Regions from separate parts of the Sus scrofa genome. Here region 1 is linked to region 2. A link is a contact called in public Hi-C data. All regions are on one chromosome and are shown on one strand. The core of a region is the stretch at or near the end of the contact, and the rest is flanking DNA. Distances in the headings are between cores, read along the strand shown.

Region 1 (5,281 bases), core at 193-2,692, 420 kb after region 2:
AGGGAGAATACACAATTTTTTTGTGTGTATTTTACAATAAAATATTACTCAATAATAAAAAGAAATGAATTGCTGATACATGTGACAGTATGAATGACGATGACAATAGAGTGAGTAAAAGAAGCCCTACACAAAAGAATTCCATGTCTGACTCCATTTATGTGAAGTTTTAGGACAGACCAAATCAAACTGTGGGGGTAGGAATCAGAATAGTGGTTGCTTGGAACGGAGCGTTGGGAGGATTTGTGTGGGAAGGGGCAGGAGAGAACTGTCTGGGGTTAACGAGTAGTCTCTATCTTGATAGTGATGGGGGTTATGTGAGTATATGTGTGTTTTCAAACTCTATGAAGTACACATTTTTTTATATGTAAAATATACCTAAACTCAGTTGTACAACATTGTGAATGCACCTGACACTGAACTCTACACTTGACGGGGGTTAAAATGGTGCACTTTAAGTATATTTTTACAATTCACAAAATGTAAACGGGTAGATGTGATGTGAAGGTTCTAAATGGGCAAACATTTCAAGTGTTTATTTTCTCTCATACCATGTGCTGCTCTATTATTTCTTTACCATTTATATACTAAAATAAAAATGTAATTTAGAAAATGATGAGAAAATACCAAATATGAGAAATAATGTTACATTTATGTATTCAACAAATATTTATCAAATAATTAGGGTATGTAATTCTTCATTCTGTGTGATAATTAAGATAACCAAACAAGGATCTCCTTCAAAGAGCTCACAGTGTGCTAAACTTTGACTTAAAATATGCAAATAAATTAATTGCATAAAAATAAAGAGCTTTCTTCCACCTACTGTATATCCTTTAGTAGGTTTCTGTAGACTCTTAAAGTTCTAGGGAATTGAGCCCAAAAACCCTTGCCCCAGGGAGAAGGCCTGTCACTCTGGTATTTCTCTTCCTGGCCTTGCTGTAGTTTGCATTGACAGGGGAGGGGCTTATGTTCTGTGCCCTTCCTTCCTTCCCACACAGCCTACAAGTGGGGCTAGAGGACCAGAGAGCAGACTGTCACTGATAGTATTCATGTAGGGGCTGGGTTGGTGTCTGGCCTAAAGCATTAGTAGATCTAGAACCTCCACCACAAAGAGATTTAGGGCAGATTCCAAACAACAAGGTCAGAACTCTTGACATTCAGGTAGTAATTATCATAGCAATTCTCCTTTCCTGCTGTTCATGACTAATGTAATGAAAGGGTCAAAGTTTGCCTGAAAGTGAAGGAAACAAAAGCAGAAAAGTCAAGGGCACAGAAAGTCAGTAACCAGATGGTTTAATGTGCCCAGAGGGCAATTGAGAATTGATAGTGGAATTGCACTGCTTTTATTGGTTCTGTGAGGACAAGCACTTGGAGTACCAGTTATATTCTACTTGGCATACTTGAGTGCTGAGTATTAGTAACTTGTTGCATGACACATAACACCTCAACTGCCTGATAAATCTCGAGAATGTAGAACATTGTTGCAGGGGGTGGAGGTGGTGATGATAATATTACTGAGAAAGTGACTAACTACCGTGTGACTTTTCTAGCTTGTTACTATCCATCAACCCATGTCTCATCTCTTCATTCTACTTCCTTGTTTCCGATTACAATCAATTCAGTTGCCTGTGTCTCTGAGCAGTTAATGCAGGTTTCTCTTGATGGAATTGGTTAATGAGAATATTTACGTTCACATCATGCCTAGATTCCATTTTATGTACCACATCTAGACGAAAACAGATGCCTTGGGGCAACTGAGGACGCCAGCTGTATGAGTCCAACTGTATGACATTCTGGAAAAGGCAAAACTATGGATACAGTTTAAAAAAAAAAAAAAGAAGTGGTTACCAGGGCTTAGAGTAGGGAGGGAGAGATGACTAGCCAGAGCAAGAGGATATTTTAGGTCAGTGAAAATACTCTGTACAAAACTATATTGGTAGATACATGTCATCATAAATTTGTCCAAACCCATAGAACATACAATACCAAAAGAGAACTCTAATGCTGATAATAACATGTCAGTTTAGGCTTATCAGTTTTAACAAATGTATGGGATGTTGATATGGGAGAGGCCATGTATGTGTGGGGGCAGGGGGCATATGGGAAATTTCTGTGCCTTCCTCAATTTTGCTGTGAACGCAAAAGTTCTCTTTAAAAAGTCTAGGAAAAAAATTGTTAAAGATTTGTGATACCTGACTATGCATTGATTTTAAAATTCCATTTTTCAAAATCTAGGGTAGAGTTGATATTATATTACTACTATTGTGACATACTTGCTGAAGAGAATAGTTTGTAAATCCTAAGCTGACTTCCTATAACCATGTGTTGAATTTCCAGCTGTGTTGAATCAGACTTTGATCTGTCTTAAGATAAATGCAGTATCTGCAGTTTCTAATGGTGGGGGTGTAGGAGAGATTTTCAGATGAAATCTTAAAAGCCAAGTCTCTGTCTAGATACAGAATTAAAGACTCTGGGGAAGGCAATTGTTTTGTGTCCTACCCGGCCCGCCCCAATTTTTAGGCCTCATCTCTTACCCAGCTCACCCCCCCAAAAAGAACAGATGAGATGCTTTTGTTAAATGCAGTGTGCAGGATTAGATTTGTTTCCTTCCAATAGAATCACTTTCCTTAATCAGCACTCATATAAATGGCACACCTGCCTAATTAGAACACGTTCTAGACTACAGGATACAGCGTGAGCATTTCAATTAGCTCCACACAATTGATAACTATTGTGACTCATGTTCTTAGAAACTCTTCCCTTCTCTTCTTATTCCTCTGTGGCTAAGCTTTTATTATTTTATGCTTCTGAATCAGCCTTTGATTGTAGGAATTTCCCCGTATGTGGTCATTGATATTATTTTTGTTTCCAAGCGATTCTTTAAATGGAAAAAAAAGAGGGGATGTGTTTATGGGTATGTGTAGGGATGCTTTTAAATATTTTTATTTTATTAGATTTAATTTACTTGTTGTCAACTCTTAAAATACAGAGAACCCTCTTGGCTGTGACAGGGAGGTAAAATACAGCAGTCACATTCAAGATCTCCATACATTAGCAATAATAAATCCTTTTGCCCTGAGTAATACAGAAACTCAATCCAGAGCCAGTGGGGATGATGTAGTGCTCCCTCGCAGAACCAATTACCCACAGAGAAGTATAATGAGCAGGGGAGGTGATACAATCAAAATCTGTATAGCGAGAGGAAAATTGTGGTAAAATTGTTGCCTATGAAAAGTCTTGCAATAAGTGTATCTCCAATTATCTTCTGGAAGAAATTATTTAGACATCTCTTTAGGTCAAAATTCACGACAGAATTGCACGAGTAGCCTTAGAATAAAACAGAAGGGTACATGAGTATAGAGAAAATGGCGGTGGGCGTGTTGTGAATAGAGCGCTGTTGTGCCCGGAGGGTCTGCAGGAGCCTCGCTGCTGCCGTGAGGCTGTGCTGGTCACCAGACCTTCTTGCAAAGGGATGGCTGCACTGACCACTGTTACAGCACATGCCGACAGGGACAAGCTAATGCTCTTAAAAAAATAAGATGATTTAGATGATCACAGGAAGACTCTCCCTTCAGAGTTCGTATATTTCCCAAGACCACATCTTAAGCAGATTGCTGTAGAGGAAAATCCTGAGTGAGCATGATCTATATCCTAATTAGGAGTGGGCTTGATCTGTTCAGACAGATATCAGATGAACAAGTGGGTTAAGTGGAGAGAAATGAAGTCTAACTCCTTATTAGATAAGTGTCAAGTAGAGTGCTGAAGTGGCAAAAAAAAATCTTAATATGTTCCCTAAAAACAACATGAACAGTTTCAACTTCTCTTGTTTGTGAAAATAATGAATTACCAATAAGCAAGCACACAAAGTTTATAAATTTTTTTAAAAAATAAGTTGAACAGATTAATGCTTTTGTTTTAATTGTGTTACTCTTCACTGCAGTGTATTGACTTCTTTTTTTAAAACTTGTGTTATTCCTTGAGAGGGAAAGTGGGAGTGGGGGAATCACAATTAGGTCCTGGCAACCAGGCATGGTCCAAAATCTGTCTTACCTATAACCTATGGTGGCTCTTAGTGAGTGAGCCCTAATAGTTAATACTTCTGGTAGTGATGAGGTACTTTTCCTGCCAGCTGATTTTAAGATTTTGGTTCTATCCTGACAGATTATATCTGGGGAAGTACAATTATGTCCAGATGTAAGTGTCATTCATTATAAATGGTCAGAGTAGGAAAAAAGCATTCACATGAGACCATGATGGAACCCACCTTGCCATTGATGGTTGCTTCATATTGAAGTCATTAAAAATGTACATTAGGGAGTTCCCATTGTGGCTCAGTGGTAATGAACCCACCTAGTATCCATGAGGATTCAGTTTGATTCTTGGCCTTGCTCAGTAGGTTAAGGATCTGGCGTTGCCACGAGCTGTGGTGTATGTTGCAGACTCAGCTCGGATCCCCCTTAGCCTGGCCACTAAGGCTCCGATTTGACCCCCAGCCTGGGAATGGGAACTTCCATATGTGGCCCTAGGAAAAAAAAGAAAGAAAGAAAAATAAAAATGTACACTAAAATAAAGAACAGTAGTCAGTATTTTGGGACCTGTTGAACTGGAGGAACCAGTTTTGAGTCTGAAAGCCGTTTGTCCATTTGTTCATTCATTTATTCCACAAGTGTACTTTGAGGCTGGAGCTGCCCTCTTGATGTTCAGAAAGTGAAACAAAATAGACAAATGATATATCATATGTTAATAATGATGAGTGCTATGTAGAAAAATCAAGCAAGGCATGGATGATCCAGAGCGGTGCTGGCAGAGTTCAGTTTTAGAGAGAATGGTCAGGCATAGCCTTTCTGATGAGGTGATACCCGAATCAAGCTCAAAAGGAAATGAGGGACCAGCCATGGGAAGCCAAAGAGCGAGGAGCTTAGAGTCAGCAGGCTGGGTTTCCTCTCTCTTAGTAGTTATGTGACCCTAGCAAGGCCTTTGACGTACCTGTGAAATGGAGACAGAAGGAGCCACAGGCCTGTTTCACAGGGTTTGTGTTTAGCACAAGTGAGACACTTGAGAAAAGCATTTTGGGAAAGAATAACACAGTGCTTCTTACTTCAGGTTTCAGTGTGAAAAGATAAGAGGGTACAAATTAAGGCGTTCCATACCAAAGAGTCTTCTTAAAACAGCCCTTTCATACAGCTTGTGGAGTTATTGAATTGACTTGTCTGCACTAAAGTGTAGAGAACATTCTCCAGAGATGAATTGTTTGATACCGGGGTGTAAAAGATTTATA
Region 2 (4,934 bases), core at 1,391-3,890:
CTAAGATTTGATAAAGTTTATTACCATAAAAGCATTGTCTTTCATATACAATATCAGAAGAAGCATCACAGTTTATTTACCTTTCAGAAGCCTTAAGAATAAAGTTATATGATGCCACTGCTCTCCAGATTTCTAATCAAACCCTGGAACAAAAGAGCCAAGCACATTCTATCTGACAATACACACACTGCTAATCAGATGCCAATGCCAAGCTGTCTGCTTTGTTAAATACTTAGCTTCCTAGAGGCAGGAAGACAGCTGCTATAAGTATGATGAAATTTGGTAGTTCAATCTATTTTTACTACCCTTGGGCTACTAAGATACTGTTAATTTAGACCACCCCACTTGGTACACTTTAGGGAGTTTTTTAAAGAGTTTGTAATTAAAATGATAAAACATCATTATTACATTGAAGACCTTCTGTAAGTTTTACATTTGGCAGATACCTACTGAGATAACCCCAGCATGTAATTTACAATGATGTAATGATTGTAATTGCATTTTGGAAAAAAAAAGAGGAACTCTGGGAGGCAAGTGCTTCCTTTAGAAGAGTTTTGAGATCTGCTTCTATTTTATTTAAATCTACTTCTATCCCAAAATTGCCTACCTATAATTGACTGTAGCAGCTGTAAACATTACTACCCAAATATTATTTAAAACATCACCAACACAGACACTACCACCAGGGGGAGAAATCTAAACTCAAAGTCCTTATCTGATGATGATACTGCTAGCAAGTGGATTGTGCTGCTAGACCTATATAGTTAACCACCTCCCAGATGACACTGCCTTTGGAGACATGATTCGCAAATTGTTTGTTAAATCCGTGCTGGCTTAACGCACTACTCAAATATAAATAAAATGGGAAACTTCCATAACTCTTTTTTTTTTTTTAAGAGAGAGTACAAATAAGTAAGCTGAAGACTTATTATTCTTATCTGTCAACCTACTTGAGATGTTGTCCTTCTGAAATTGAATACTTTGGATCTGTGATACCATGTAGTTATCAACACATAAATTAAGATCAGAGGTTATATGATTGATACAGCAAATTTAATAAGTCTCTAAGATAGTTTTCTTGTTTATTGTCCCTTCACTGTAGTTGTGGTCTTTTAATATCTCTCTAGTAAACTATTTTGTGTGCGTGCTTGTCTTTTTGCCTTTTCTGGGGCTGCTCCCGCAGCATATGGAGGTTCCCAGGCTAGGAGTCTAATCAGAGCTGTAACTGCTGGCCTGCACCAGAGCCACAGCAACGTGGCATCCAAGCTGCGTCTGCAACCTGCACCACAGCTCACGGCAACACCGGATCCTTAACCCACTGAGCGAGGCCAGGGATCAAACCCGCAACCTCATGGTTGGGTGAAGGGCATATGGGAACTCTATTATGTGTGGAGATTTTCTATAAATTATTTCCAAATAAAACTTTACTCAAAAGTTGAAATATTTGTACTCACCACCCATCTTAAGAAACAGAACAGGGAAGTTTGTCATGGCTCAGTGGGTTACAAACCCAACTTGTGTCCGTGAAGATACAGGTTCATCCCTGGCCTTGTTGATTGGGTTAAGGATCCGGCGTTGACACAAGCTGTGGTGTAGATGGCAGACATGGCTTGGACCCCATGTAGCTGTGACTATGACATAGTCCGGCTGCTGCAGCTCCAATTCTACCCCTAGCCTGGGAATTTCCACATACTGCAGGTGAGGCCCTAAAAAGCAAAAGACATTTTTAAAAAGAAACAGAACATTATCAGTATCTTTGAATCTCTGTGTCATCCTCATAATCCCATATCTTTCTCCATCCAAAAGGTTACTATTGCCTTTCTGATGTTTCTAATTGTGTCTTCAGCAATGTCTAATATTCTATTTTGCCAGCCTATTGAATTTTAATATCCATTACTTTTTCATTTCTTTCAAATCTGTTTCTTGTTTCATCTTTTTGATAATCTCTGATTCCTTTCTCCAAATTATAATCTTTTCTTTAAATATATTAAACTTATTTTCTGTTTTGTGCCTAGCCTAATAGTTAAAACTTTCGAAGTTCTGATTTTGTTGTCTGTTGTTTCTTCTGGCTCTTACTCAGCCCCCTTATGTTTTGTGTGTGAGCTCATATTCATTATTTGCAGTAATTTCGAGGCTGAGATGAAGATGTGTTTCCAAAGAGAGGATTTGCATGGGAATCTGCCAAAAGTCTGGGGATACTGTCAACCTGGGAACACATTCAAATTAATTTTAGGCTTAAAGCTTTGTGAGCTGCATAGGTAGCATGAGTTCTAGACCCATAAACTTTCATGAGAATGGGCTTGTGGTTAAATTTTCAGGGAAAATATTTTTACCTCCACCCAGCATCAAGTTTGAATCAGGCAAATTTCCTTGCTAATTCTGTCTTTGGGATAAGCATACTTCTGTTTTACTCTTATACTAAGTGTGCAACTCTTTAGAGTTCCAGCTTTATATGGAGATCTCTATAGACTCCCTATCTTCAATATATGTAGGATTTTTCTCCTAAACCTTAGGCTCAGTAGTGTGCTGATAAATACTTTAAAACTTGCTTTCTAAAGGAAAAAAAAGTCCTGATTTATAATATTTGCCAGTTTTATACTATGACTCATTTCAGGCTACCAATGTGAAGTCATTGAACATGAATTTGGGGAAAGATATGTGTAGTTAGCTTTCAGTAGCTGTTTCCAGTGTACCTCTGCCAGCTCTGTACATGGCTGTGAAAACTAAAATTCAATTCATAGAATTTGGCATATCCCCAGAATGAAAGACATTTGAGTGTTTGCTTACTTCCATGGATTTCCATTTTTACTTTGTTTTAGCCTTCTAAAATATTCTGTGTCAACCAAGCAATGTATTTCAAACCAAAAAAGATTGTTTTTTAAAAAAAATCATTTGTTGTTTTCAGCAAAAGTGCTGTTATGGTACCTAAGTCATTTTACTGCCAAAAAAGAACTCCTTCCTGTTTGCAAATATGATTTATTGTTTTTATTTTTGTATTTTAAACATAGTACATGATGATTACATTAAATTTGAGACATAAAAGATTATAGAGTATTCAAATCACCTATTATCTTATTGCACATTTACTTTTTGTGCATACATGTGTCCCTTAGAGTTTGTATATAATTTTCATCATACTGTATCTACTATTTTATAATATGGTTTTTGTTTCTTAATATTTAGTGAAGGTTCATTCATGTTGTTAAGTATTTTTCAGCAATACCCCCGTACCGAGTTACACATGACAGTGAGTATGGAGGCAGATAGGAATTAATTTAATCCAGGAATCCAATCTTTGTGGCATATTAAAATAATTTCCTAAGATTATTCATTACTGCATTTATAATTGTGAAAATATTAGAAATTATATAAATGACCATAGGAGATTGGTTGAAAAAACTATGATACATACATACTATAGAGTACCATGAAGTTTTTTGGGGGTGCACCTGCAGCATATGGAAGTTCCCAGGCTAGAGGTTGAGTCAGAGCTGCAGCTGCTGGCCTGTGCCACAGCCACAGCCACACCAGATGCAAGCCGCATCTGTGACCTGCACCACAGCTCATGGCAACAGCAGATCCTTAACCCACTGAGCGAGGCCAGGGATCGAACCCACATCCCTGTGGATACTAGTTGGGTTTGTAACTCTCTGAAACACAATGGGAACTCCCTCTGCAGCTTTTATATAAACAGATGTGGATTAATACCCAGGGAATATGACACAAAAAAGAAAGCAAATAATACTACCTTTTCTGTAAGAAAAAGGGAAAATAAAATGCGTATGTTGCAGGAATGATAAAGCAGAAAACAACAAAATCTGAAGCCTATGTGTGGCAGAAAGGGAAGTGTGGTAGACAAGCTGTGGATTGGCATAACACTTCTTAGAGTTTATTTTTGGGGTATAGTTTCAAATTTTGATATTACGTTAATATCTTACCTCTTCAGAAGGTTAAGTGAAAATGGTATCAGTAGGATAGGGGATCTAAAACTGTAAGCATACCGAAACAAATGAAATTTAGTTGATTATCAAAAGTCAAATAAATTCCATATACTGAAGGATAAAAAAGAAAGAAATAGGACTAATTCAAGTACTTTATAAACATAGTATTGGCCTGTATATCCTAAGCTGGGACAGAATAAAAGAGGAGGAAAGTATTGCCTACAAATCCTGAACCTTTTTTAGTAGGTTTATTATGTTACTGATACAGGCAAACTAATACTGAAACTATTCTGAGCAAATGAGTAATTGACCTAATATTGTTAGGAGCCTGCATTCTCACTGTGAAAAATGGACAGACAAATATAGACTGGGAGAAGACAGAAAAAAATACTGAGGGGGTGGATTAGATTAGAGGTATCTGTGTAAATATGTACATTCCTATGTATCGGTGATTTGTGTGTGTGTGTGTGTGTGTGTGTGTATACTTATGTATGTGTGTGTGTTTATGTAAATATATATATTTCCTAGCTCTCTTGCCAGTTGGGCAAAGGAGTGAAGTCATTCAAGTAGTAATGACACAACTAGCACTATTTACCACTCTGCAGTTTCCTAGTGCTGCTGTAACCAGTTACCAGAAACTTAAAACCACAGAAATTGATTCTCTCACAGTTCAAGAATTTAGGAGTTCAAAATCTAGGTGTTGGCAGTGTTGATTATTCTTGATCATGGCGGGACAGAGGGAGAGTCTGTTCCATGCCTCTCTCTTATACGTCTAGTGGTTGCTCGCAGTCCTTGAAGTTCCTTGGCCTGTGGCAGCATAACTCTAATTTCTGCTTCTATTGTCGCACATGTTCTCTGTGTGTCTATGCCCAGATTTCCCTCTTCTTGTAAAGACACCGGTCCTTGGATTAGGGCCCATGCAATATGATCTTATCTTGGTTATATCTGCAAAACCTCCAGTTCCACATAAGCCTGCATTCACAAGTAATACAA

Evidence for each region. A called contact is a pair of places that touch in the nucleus more often than the background predicts.
Region 1: a Hi-C map of embryonic fibroblasts shows a contact between it and region 2, with 2.0 times the contacts expected there. The contact joins two enhancer-like sites. A contact is called at or near these places in 2 of 47 Hi-C or Micro-C datasets (embryonic fibroblasts and retroperitoneal adipose tissue).

Annotation. Positions count from the first base shown.
Region 1 is chr14:77,518,374-77,523,654 of Sscrofa11.1, forward strand. The region is part of intron 3 of KAT6B (histone acetyltransferase KAT6B); the gene reads left to right. Among named protein-coding and RNA genes, the nearest start is that of DUPD1, 120 kb to the right of the region's middle. Within about 2 kb of position 1,443, at least 13 of the 83 cell types and tissues checked have an H3K27ac peak or open chromatin away from gene starts, as enhancers often do. A contact at or near this core is called in embryonic fibroblasts, where this site is marked.
Region 2 is chr14:77,092,896-77,097,829 of Sscrofa11.1, forward strand. The region is part of intron 6 of ADK (adenosine kinase); the gene reads left to right. Among named protein-coding and RNA genes, the nearest start is that of ADK, 260 kb to the left of the region's middle. Within about 2 kb of position 2,641, at least 2 of the 83 cell types and tissues checked have an H3K27ac peak or open chromatin away from gene starts, as enhancers often do. A contact at or near this core is called in embryonic fibroblasts, where this site is marked.